2 separate regions of the Mus musculus genome follow, and region 2 is linked to region 1. Evidence: chromatin contacts called from public HiChIP or PLAC-seq data. All regions are on one chromosome and are shown on one strand. The core of a region is the stretch at or near the end of the contact, and the rest is flanking DNA. Distances in the headings are between cores, read along the strand shown.

The links. HiChIP or PLAC-seq counts read pairs in DNA pulled down with a chosen protein or histone mark.
Region 2: a contact with region 1 is called in an H3K4me3 HiChIP or PLAC-seq map of bone marrow-derived macrophages, with 3 times the contacts expected there. The contact joins the promoter of Proser3 here to the promoter of Zfp382 in region 1. A contact is called at or near these places in 1 of 115 datasets of contacts at active chromatin or transcription factors (bone marrow-derived macrophages) and 1 of 9 other capture datasets (adipose tissue).

What each region holds. Positions count from the first base shown.
Region 1 is chr7:30,117,823-30,123,517 of GRCm38.p6, forward strand. Zfp382 (zinc finger protein 382) reads left to right here and starts at 4,110. Exons shown (of 5, transcript NM_001081007.2): 1 at 4,110-4,254. The coding sequence starts at 4,212.
Region 2 is chr7:30,550,110-30,555,857 of GRCm38.p6, forward strand. Proser3 (proline and serine rich 3) reads right to left here and starts at 2,196. Exons shown (of 12, transcript NM_001382459.1): 1 at 2,099-2,196; 2 at 649-725. Hspb6 (heat shock protein, alpha-crystallin-related, B6) reads left to right here and starts at 3,192. Exons shown (of 3, transcript NM_001012401.3): 1 at 3,192-3,423; 2 at 4,153-4,275; 3 at 4,360-5,334. The coding sequence starts at 3,226. The coding sequence ends at 4,527. Gm38670 (predicted gene, 38670) reads left to right here and starts at 2,719; the gene lies at 2,719-2,795. Lin37 (lin-37 homolog (C. elegans)) reads right to left here. Exons shown (of 9, transcript NM_029377.2): 7 at 5,740-5,748; 8 at 5,579-5,652; 9 at 5,332-5,499. The coding sequence ends at 5,418.

The DNA of each region.
Region 1 (5,695 bases), core at 2,860-5,359:
TGAGTCTCTCAAGAAGCTCAGACCATATCTTGGGTCTGTATACTGTCCTTTCCATATCTGACTCTCCACCTAAGTGCTTAATAAACTCACTAACTTTGCTTTACTGTGGGAAGCCACATAAGCCATTACAAGGAGGCGCTGGCTACCGCTGGCCACCACCCATAAGTTTGGGTAAACAACCAATGTGCGCATGTGCAGTAGAGTTTTTTTGCTGAGTCACTGCCTGGCCCAAGGTATGTAAATGAGGTACTGACTGCATGACCAATTGGGTGTAGATATGTAAATAAGGCCTGTAAATGAGGTACTGAATGCATAAACCAATCGGGTGTGGACATGTAAATGAGGTACTGAAAGCATAACCAATCGGGTGTGAGTCACGCCTCTCCTAGGCCTATATAAGCAGCACCAGTTCTGGGGCTGGGGTCTCTTCGCCTCTGCAATCAAGCTCTCCCAATAAACGTGTGCAGAAGGATCCTGTTGTGGCGTCTGTTTTGCTGGCGAGTCGGGCACGCACACTTTACCTTGGCTCATCTTGAACTTCTCTCCTGTGACTGTAGTCAAAGATCAGCTTTCGCTCAGTAGCAGTCACTTCGGGGGCTGCTGGTGGCAACACTGGACTAACTCCCTACTGCTGCTGACACAGTGCTTCAATGCCTAGAACCAGCTCAACAGATGCTGTCTCCTTTTATAGATGATGAGACTACTTAATGCTGTGCGGCTCATCCCTACTGAAGGCAATTTTCTCACGTCTTTACCATTTGCAGAGAGAAATAGCTTTGAATTCTGGGTCTATTCTTTCTTGTAAAGCTTGTATATCACATAGCCCAGCTTGAAAAGATTAGTCTTCATTAAAATATAGAATGTTCAGAAAGAAAAACTGATCTCAGACAATCTGATCTAACTAGGTAACAAACTGAAACAATCAACAGAGATATGGCCTCACAATTTAGCTCTGGCTGTCCTGGAACTCACAGAGATCTGCCTGCCTCTGCTTCTGCCTCCAAAATGTTGAGATTAAAGGCATGTACAAATGTCGTATACAGGTAGACATGGAGGCAAAACATCAATACACATAAAATAAAAAATAGATTATTGCCGGGTGTGGTGATGCACACCTTTAATCCCAGCACTTGGGAGGCAGAGGCAGGTGGATTTCTGAGTTCGAGGCCAGCCTGGTCTACAAAGTGAGTTCCAGGAAAGCCAGGGCTACACAGAGAAACCCTGGGTTGAAAAACCAAAAAAAAAAAAAAAAAAAAAAAAAAGATTATTAAAATATAGTTACCTTATGTGCATGTATGCTTTGCCTGCATATAGGTCTGTGTACCATATTTGTACAGAGGACTTAGAGGACAGAAAAGGGCTCCAGATGAGCTGCCATGTGGGCGCTGGGAATTTAACCTATGTTTTCTGGAAGAACAGCTAGTATCCTCATCACTAAGCCATCTCTCCCAGTGCTATCCACAAATGATACCTCCTAAGAAATGTGGTTTTCGGGCTGGTGAGATGGCTCAGTGGGTAAGAGCACTGACTGCTCCTCCAAAGGTCCTGGGTTCAAATTCCAGCAACCACATGGTGGATCTGACACCCTCTTCTGGTGCATCTGAAGTTAGCTACAGTGTACTTATGTATAATAATAAATAAATTTAAAAAAAAAAGAAACTTGGTTTTAGATTAGTATTATTTTGAGGAAGTCATTCAATCTGTGTAACAAAATTTGAAAATCTATTTTTGAGTACTGTTTCACATGTCTTCCTGAGCTCCTTAGTGATCTTGGATAAATTGATATATAATTTCCAAAGTTGTAGATACCAAAATGACTCATTTGAATATCATTGGCAGTTCCTTTTTCTCCCTACATACACTAAAGTATAATAAAACTAGCTGCTTGGTTGAATTCCTGTTACAACAAAGAGAAGTACCATTTAAATAATTTACGGGAACTCCGGGCACATACACCCCCCCTCCCCCCGAAAATGGCAAATGTATTCCAAATCATTAATAATGAATATTCCTGACAGGCACAGTTGCACTTTCCTTCAATCCCAGAACTCCAGAGGCAGAGTTAGGCAGCTCTCCAGTCAGCCAGGACTACCCAGGAAGACTCTATCTACAAAAAATGTTTTTTAAAAAAATGTACCAGATTTGGTGATATATACCTTTACTCCTTCTGCTTGGGAGGCAGAGGCAAGCATGTCTCTGTGAGCTCGAGGCCAGTCTGGTCTACAAGTGAGTACCAGGCCAGCTAGAGCTACAATAGTGAGACTGATCCATCTCAAAACAAAAGAGAAAAGGAGAGGAGAGGAGAGGAGAGGAGAGGAGAGAGAGGGAGGGAGGGAGGGAGGGAGGGAGGGGGAGAGAGAGAGAGAGAGAGAGAGAGAGAGAGAGAGACTTAGACTGCAGGCTGGAAAGCAATCTTGGGTGCCACATTTCTGGAGCTGTTCATCCTGGGGTTTTGAGACAGGGTCTGTCACCGCATCTTGGAGACTCAGCTAGGCTGGCTGGTTAGTGAAACACAGGGATATTCTTGTCTGCCCTTCCAGCACTGGGGTTATAGGCACCATGTCATATACAACTTTCTCTGTGGGTCTAGGATTGAACTCTGGTCCTCATGTTTGGGCATAGCAGTTTGGTGCCAAACAATATTTATAGGGTTAAAAGTTTAAATATTTAGGACAACTTGTGTTATTAAATATTTTTCTCAGTGAAACTACTAAATCGGGGGTGGGGGTGGGGGGACGGGTGACCATAGTAAAACCTGTATATATTTAAAGCACTTTTTGTTTTTGTTTTGTTTTGTTTGTTTTTGGTTTTTTGAGACAGGGTTTCTCTGTGTAGCCTTGGCTGTCCTGGAACTCACTCTGTAGACCAGGCTGGCCTCGAACTCAGAAATCCACCTGCCTCTGCCTCCCAAGTGTTGGGATTAAAGGCATGTGCCACCACTGGCCAGCCTTAGCAATTTTTTTTTTCCTAAAGTATTGGGAAAGAAATCTATTTTGAACAACGTGAGGAAATGGGTTGAAAAATTGACAGAGTCCTGCACTAAGAACAGAGCGAATCAGCTACAAAGTCTAGTACATTTTAAAAATCGCATTTCATCAATACAATAACCTTTTTGATAGTAGGGTTTTCCTTCACAAGAAAATCATACAATTGAGATTAAGTAGCACTTTCAGATGGAACAGTATTTGGTCCAAAATAGAATCAATCGGTGTGGCTTCGTCTATGGAATAACTGATTAATGCATCATATTGGATATAAATCCTTGGAAAATTATTAATGACACATAACTTCTAAAACAATCTTTGGAATCCTATCCTTAGAACTTCAATATCCTATCTTCGCTTGCACTTCAATCTGGGGGGGGGGGGGACGACGACGACGACTCCCATTGTGAGATCTCCATACAAGGCTGTGTGGTTTTTAAACCTGAATCGTCGTTCTAGGTTTCAAATACCAACTTTCTCCTTAATAGCCAAGTCACTCCACGCTGTGTAGTCTGGCAATGTCACCGGTGAGGCGACAGAGGCAGTGACAGAAACCTCAGCACACATTCCAAGAAATCATGGAACTTTTCATTGCCATCCCTTTACCCTCACCTCCCTGTCGGAGGAAGAGAAACCTTATGCGTTCTCTGAATTACCCTTGGGAAAGACATTGCGTACAGACTGAACAAGAATGCAACAGAGGCCACCCCTCGCGCTTTTCGACAGTTACAAGACATAATTCTCAGCCTAGGGTGGTCAAAATGAAATTCTACCAAACTCAGAAGTCAAAGGGGGTGGGGGCTGCGTCGGTCCCAATAGGATCAAAGCACAGTGCTGTCACAAGATCAATTGGTCACAGTATGGGATCGCAAACCGCTCGGTCCGCGTTCAATCACCCAAACCTAATCAGAATCAGTCTCAGAGCTCCCCTGTGGGCACACCCCACACTGACGCAGCCATGCACTCCCGCGCGCGGCCACAGACCGTAGCAGGCAGCTGACTCCCACCCGCCCCAGCCAAGGGGACGCTGGTGCAAGCGCGGGGCGAGGGAGAGGCGCGCGCGGCAACTAACGGGCCGCCCCGGAGGCTCCTGGGAGAGCGAGCCCCCGGCGTGAGTGCGCAGGCGTAGACGGCTGAGCGGAGGCGGGGCGGTTCGAGACGTTGGGAGAGGCTGAGGACCGCAGTGGATGCTCCGGATCTGGAGGGCGACCGAGAGATCGAATCCAGATGGGAAGACCGGGGAGGAAACCGAGAGGCCGAGCCAGGCCTGGTAATTTTGGGGAGGAAGAAGGTTAAGGAAGCGGGACCGGGACACTCAACGGCTGCACAGGGCCTCGGGTGTGGCCCGTGGGCGTGACACCGAGGATGACTGCCGGTGACCCGAAGGGGTAGTTTTCGTGTTAAACTCGAGGACACTCTGTCGCTGGGAACAGGTCCCTGGGCATCACGAGCGTTGCGTGTGAGGATGTGGGGAGCATGTTGTGGTTTGGCTCCCTCAGCTCATCCTGATTATTTGGGGGCGGGAGGGAGAGCCATAAAGTGATCGCGATCTTCTTGGATGTGAAAGCTGGATGGCGGGATTTTGCTTAGGGTTATAGCGGCCTGCGTCTATTTTTAGATTGGGTATGACTCCTGTAGGAGATTGGAGAATTGAAAGTGATTTGTGAACGTGATTGTGAGTGATTTTGCCTGGAATTCTATCATGTTCTGTCCTCGTGAATGACATGTGAAGCAGTAGGTTGATTTTTCTGAAGGATGTTTGAAAGGTTATCACTAAGCACACGTGTGTGTTCTTCTGTAATTTCTCATAATTTTGTGTGTGTATTTTTTTGGGGGGGGATTTTTTTCCCCCGAGACAGGCTGTCCTGGAAATCGCTTTGCAGACCAGGCTGGTCTCAAACTCAGAGATTCACCTGTCTCTGCCCTCTGCCCTCTGCCCCCTGCCCCCTGCCCTCTGCCCTCTCCCCCCGCCCCCCCCCGCCCCCTCGCCCCCCCGCCCCCCGCCCCCCCGCTGTGATTTAAAGGCATGTGCCTCCACCACCTGGCTTGTAGTACCGTTAATATTTAAATGGTTGAGGTATGCTGTGCGATCACGTATGTGTAATTTTTTTTTTAGACAGGTTCATTATCTATACCAAGTTGCCTCTGAACTCTCTCGTAGCACAGGGTGGCCTAAAACTTGGCAGTGATTCCCCCTACTTTAACCTCCCAACTGCTGGGATTCCGTGTGGTGTGTGCACCACCAAGCCTGGAAGTTATGTACTATTTGATTATCAGATTAGTACCAGCAAGCCTGCTTGAGAAAAATTTGAAGTAGTAACTTAGCAAATATAAAGATACTAATGTTGGAATGGAATAGGTAAGATTTTCATAATTCCCCGTGGTGAGGCCAATAACCTGGGATCAGGATGGTAAATAGGAAGTTTTGAGATGAAAGGTGTTGCATGGGAGCCTGCAGGAAGAGTAGCACTTTCCACACATAAATACCACGTTCTGCACATCTGTGGAAGTGGATTTTTCTGTTCCTAAAATTATTTTTAAAAGTACGCTTTTACTTCTAAGACCAGTCTCATTCCTGGTAATTAAAATAACCATGACACCAGAATATTCACTGTTGCAGTCAGCACTGGAGACTGTACTTAACCAAATGGGATCCCGAGTGATTCATTTGTTTTCTGTGTCCATATCTATAGTACTAAAATGTGTTACGC
Region 2 (5,748 bases), core at 946-3,445, 430 kb after region 1:
ATAGAGACATAGAAGAACCTAGAAACTAGTAGTTGGTAGTTCTCAACTCTGGTAGCCTAGTAGGAGCTTTATTTTTGAGATAGGGTCTTACTCTGTAGCCATGATTAGCCTTGCACTTGAGGTGATCCTCCTGCCTCAACTTCTTGAGTGCTAGGACTTTAAAAATTACAGACTAATGCCAAATGTGTAATGTTCATCTGTCGTCCCAGCACTCAAGAGGCTCTGGCAGAAGGATCCAAAGTTCCAAAGCAAAGGCTGAGGAGATGGCTCAGTGAATACGATGCTTGCTCCCCGAACATGGGGACCTGAGTTCAAATCCATAGAATCCATGGAAAGCCAGATGTGGTAGCACAATCTGCAATCCGAGTACTTCTATACAGAGGTGGGAGGTGGATACGGGAGAGTCCCCTAAAACTTTTCAAGTCAGCGAGCCTCAGAGGTGAACATCAAAGAGAAGACCCTGGCTCAACATGGTGAAAGATGAGAACAGACGCCTGAGCCTGTCTGATTTCCACAGGGTGCACACACACACACACACACACACACACACACACTCTCTCTCACACTCACACACACACAGAAACAAGTGCACTCATACGCAAAGGCTGCATAGAGAACTCTTGTCTCAAAACAAGAATAACATTTTACCTGTTGCCTGCCTGTGGATCCTGTTCCTCTAACTGGACTGCCTTGCCTGGCCTCAGTGGGAGAGGATGTGCCTGGTCCTGCAGAGGATGTGTGAGAGTGGGTTGGTACCCATGCACACCCCCAGAGGATGAGTGAGAGTGGGTTCCCACTCCAGGCTAACAGAATCAGACTATCAGGAAACAGGCTAGACACTGCAACTTCTTCACACTATTCAGGCAATTAAAAAAAGATTTATTTATTTTTATTTTGTATGCATGGGTAGTATTATGCCTGCATGTGCCTGTGCACATTTATGTATGTGCAATGCCCTTGAAGACCCTGGAATGAATGTGAGTAGCCATGTGATGCTGAGAACTGAACCTGGGACCTCTGGAAGACCAGCCCCTGCTCCCAACCAATGAGCCCTTTTTCCAGCCCCATTCAGGAAAAACCTGGTCTGTTGCATAGTTCTGTTTTGTTTTTAACTGACACTAATTGTACAAGTTTATGCGGCACAGTATGATATTTCAATACGTGTATACAATATGTTACAGTCAAATCAAGGTAACTAATTTCTACCTCTTTAAACATGTTCCAAGAAGCCCATTTCATGAAGCTCCAATTAATTCCACGAGGAAAAAAAAAAAAAACCCAAGTAATGTAGCCAAGAATGGTGGTGGATGCCTTTAATCCCAGAACCCAGGAGGAAGAGGCAGGAGTTTAAGGCCAGCCTGGTCTACAAAGTGAGTTCCAAGACAGGGCTGTGCAGGGAAACCCTGTCTTAAACAACAACAACAATACAAATCATTTTAAAAAGCACCCATATGGGCTGGACAGATGGCTCGGTGGTTAAGAGCACTGGCTGCTCTACCAGAGGTCCTGAGTTCAATTCCCAGCAACCACATGGTAGCTCACAATCATCTGTAATGTGGTCTGATGCCCTCTTCTGGCACACGGGAGTATATGCAGAGAGAGCACTCATATACCTAAAATAAATAATAAATCTTTTTTTTAAAAGCATACAAATGAAAAAAAGAATGAAAACAATAGGCAAAAACAAAACATTAACAAAGAGCCACGACGAAACCGTACACAATATGTTTCCGGTTAAACCTGTTAAGGGAAGGGGGAGGTGGTGGCATGACTCCCAAAGAGAAAGGGGCAGTAGAGACTACAATCCCCATGAATCACTGGGCTCCTCCTAAGTGAAAAAGTTCATAGACAACACCCCTAGATGTCTGGGGCAATTTGGAAACTAACGAACTAAATTTTCAAATTTCTTTTCGACTCTTCTTCGGCCCACCCTGCGGGAACAAAAGACATGAGACACTCAGAGATGTTGGAGGGCCCAAACTGTGTGGTATCTTGGGAGTTGTAGTTCTCCTGAGATTGGGCGGGAGACTTCAGGCTCACGTAAACCCGTGTTGCCTTCCCAGGCCTCCTGTGGTCTCTGAAAGAGGACCAACCTCACCTGCAGTCAGTTTGTCGGCATTTACCGCAGCCTTAGCGCCAGCGGAGCTTCTTCGCGGAACAACCCTGCGCCTACTCTCCTCGCTAAGCAACGCCGTCAGCCCCGCCCCTTTCTGGCTGTGCAGAGTAGGAGCGCGGCCTCCAAAGCGACCAATGATAGACTAGAAAATAAAAGTAACTGGAAAGCGGCCGAGGGGCGTTCTCTCTTGACGAACTGGGAGAGCGTGTGTTTGATTGGAGCGTGCAGCAGTAATTGGCAAGACTTCAGACCAATAGTAAGGATCAAAGGCCGGGCTGACGCTTGAAGAGCGCTAAGAGTCCTGCCTTTTACTCAGTCCTTATTTCTAACCGCCAGGATACCTGTTGGAGCGAAGGCCTGACTCCAGCCTAGCTACTATTGCAGGGCTAACCCGAGACGTCTGTCTTTACTTTGACTGCTATCCCGTCCTGATGGTCACCTTAACCACTTTCCTCTTGAGCAGCTGGCCGTACTCCTTGCCAGGCCCGGGCTCCTGGCCCAGGTAGTGGGATCAAAACGAGCTATTTCGGGCCCCGGCGCGCAGCCCCCGGGGGCCAACCTGGAGTGTTCATGCTCATGCCCCCTGGCCGCTGAGCACCCCAGGCTGAGTCAGAGGCACAGAATTAGGCCCGACCTACTCTGGGGTAGGGTCTGTTCTGTGTCCTCCTGACTGCCTGGCATGGGTGCAGCATTCTCCAGGAGTCTGTTACTAAGACTGATGCGTCATCCTCAGAGCTGCCAGCCTGGCGGAGATGGATTAAGAGGACTGAGAACTCTTTGGGGGACTAATCGGGACCCAGGGTCCCAACTGCCACAATGATTGCCACACCTATAAGGGTCTGCCTCCTAGACTTTTAGCTTCCCCTTACAGAAATGGAAAAAGGCTTAATGACATTTCCCTGGTGTCCTTTTCCGGGCATCCAGCAGGCGTTTAATAACTGGCCAAGTAATTATTGAAGTTTCTAAATAAGGAATACTAATGCCTGAGTTTGGCCTCAATCCCAGTGTCCCTGAGAGGCCCGCCGCAGGGGCGGCACAGGGCACAGTATAAATCGGAGCCAGCGTGCGTTTGGGCACTGCGGGGCCCAGGGTGGCAGCGTAGGAACAGGATGGAGATCCCCGTGCCTGTGCAGCCTTCTTGGCTGCGCCGTGCTTCAGCTCCTTTACCAGGTTTCTCTGCTCCGGGACGCCTCTTTGACCAGCGTTTCGGCGAAGGGCTGCTTGAGGCAGAGCTGGCTTCACTGTGCCCTGCTGCGATCGCCCCCTACTATCTGCGCGCCCCCAGTGTGGCGTTACCCACAGCCCAGGTGCCAGGCCTAGGGAGAGGGCCAATCCAACTACTAACAAGACTGGGGGCCAGGAGGGGGGTCTAACCCCGGGCCGGGGGTGCGGGAATGTCTGTTGATTTTTAACTTAGAGGAGAATGTCACCCCTCAGTGGGGCCATTGGGTGTCCCTTGAGTGCGGTATTCTGAGCCCCTCCCCCCCCCCCCCCCCGTTACTGATCTTCTGAGGGGGTGAAGGGTGGGGCAAGTGAGCCGGGAATCTGGGGGAAAGGACAAGTGAGTCCCGACGGGCTGTAATGTTCCTAGGGTTGCATATGGTGATGCTGCATCTTCAAGAGGGATCCTGTGATTTGATGAAGGGGGTCTTGGGCACTCTAAACGAGGGGAAAGTACCCGTAAAGGGCACAGGAGGTCCCATGACCTAAGTAAGAACTCTGGCGATGGGGAAGTGGCATCTTGGTTGCTAGCATGGTGGGGTCTCGTAGCAGAAATGGTGACTGTGGAGTCAAGGACATGGGGTGGGGGGTTATAGGGTAGATATCTAACTTGGTTACCACAAAGAGGTGGACCCAGTATTTGAAGGGGAGGGGGGCCAGTTATTATGAGGCTGAGGTTCTGGTGACTTAGAGGGGACAGTCTACACAAGTCCTCGGCAGCAGCACTGTAACCTATGTATCATAGAGAGTGCTGGGTCCCAGAAGCCAAGACCCCTATCCGATCGACGCCCCACCCCTACCCGCCATGTGTGCAGGTGTCCACGGACTCTGGGTATTTTTCCGTGCTGCTGGATGTGAAGCACTTCTTGCCAGAGGAAATCTCTGTCAAGGTGGTTGACGACCATGTGGAGGTCCATGCTCGGCACGAGGAGCGCCCGGTAGGTCTGCATGCCAGACTGGGGAGCGGGGTAGGCAGGAGGGTAGGAGTCTCAAGCCCATCTCTCCCTGTACCCCACCCTCAGGATGAACACGGATTCATTGCTCGAGAGTTCCACCGCCGATACCGCCTGCCTCCTGGTGTGGACCCTGCTGCTGTGACCTCAGCACTGTCTCCTGAGGGTGTCCTGTCCATCCAGGCCACACCAGCGTCGGCCCAGGCCCAACTTCCGTCACCACCTGCTGCCAAGTAGGGGTCCCAGCTGCACAGGACCGAACCCAGGAAGCCTCTTTAGGCTCTCTTTTAAAAGCCGATCTGACTCCACTGCCCAGCCAGATGTCCCAATCGCCGTCAAGACAGCCTTTCCCAACCACACCTAGATGTCCTTCGGAGACCTTTCCACCCCTAAGCCTACCTGAGCCCTAGTAACCTAGACAGCCTCCCTAAGCCCTCTCCCAGCTTTCCGGCCCGACCCAGGACACCTCTCTAGGGACGCTACTGTCACCCCTCAGTCAAGGCTCCCATCAAATTGACCCCACTTTGGGCTTCTATCACCACGCAGGCCTCCTACCGCACTTGTAACCTGTGTAGAATACCCCAAGGTGACACCAGAGTACAGTGTAGTCACCTAATTCTCCACATGGAGAAACTGCATGGGCTTTCCACATCAGAACATCCAAGCCTAGTCCACCAGTCCTACCCACTAGTCCTGTTCTTGTAACATAATGCTCCTCTGCCCAGCCCACTTTCAGACTTAAAACTCCAGGCACCTAAATTCTTGAATACTATTCTGACTTCCAATTCTTGGGAAAACTATTCCCAACTAACCAGGAACCCCAAACTCAAACTGTATGGACACTTCAACTTCTCCAGATGTGCTAGGCCAATGAACAAGAACCCTTGAGTTCCTCTGTCCTGGCTGCCCATCTGCAGCCAGATGTCTTAGGGAGCCTCCTTCACATCTGCCATTCTCTAAGGTCACACCTTCACTGCCAACATTTCCCATCTCCGCAGGCCTTCCTACCATCAGTCCCCAATAAATGCACTTGAGATTTGTCAACTGCCTTATGTCTGGGCCAGGAACGATGGCCTGGCCAGTGTGGGTTGGGGGGCACATTTATTGGGGTGGGGTTCCTGGGAAGGTCACTGCCGGTCATACATCTCCCGTAGGATCTTCATACTTTCTGAGTAGCGAAGCTGGTTCCGATGAGATGCCTCCTTCCACCTAGGAAGGCAGAGGGAGGATTTAGCAACTGCTACAGAGGACACTGGGACAAGCAGCAAGTGAGGCAGGCCACACTCACCTCTGGCGTATGCGTTTCCAACGTTGCATGTTGCGATAGATAAGTGTGGAAGGAGAAGGTTCAGGCTCGGAAGGCTGCATGGACAGAGAGGCTCAGCTGGGTGACTGTGTCCTAGCCCTCCCAACATGCCCTGAAGCTCCAGGCCAGCCTTGGATACCTACTTCATCATC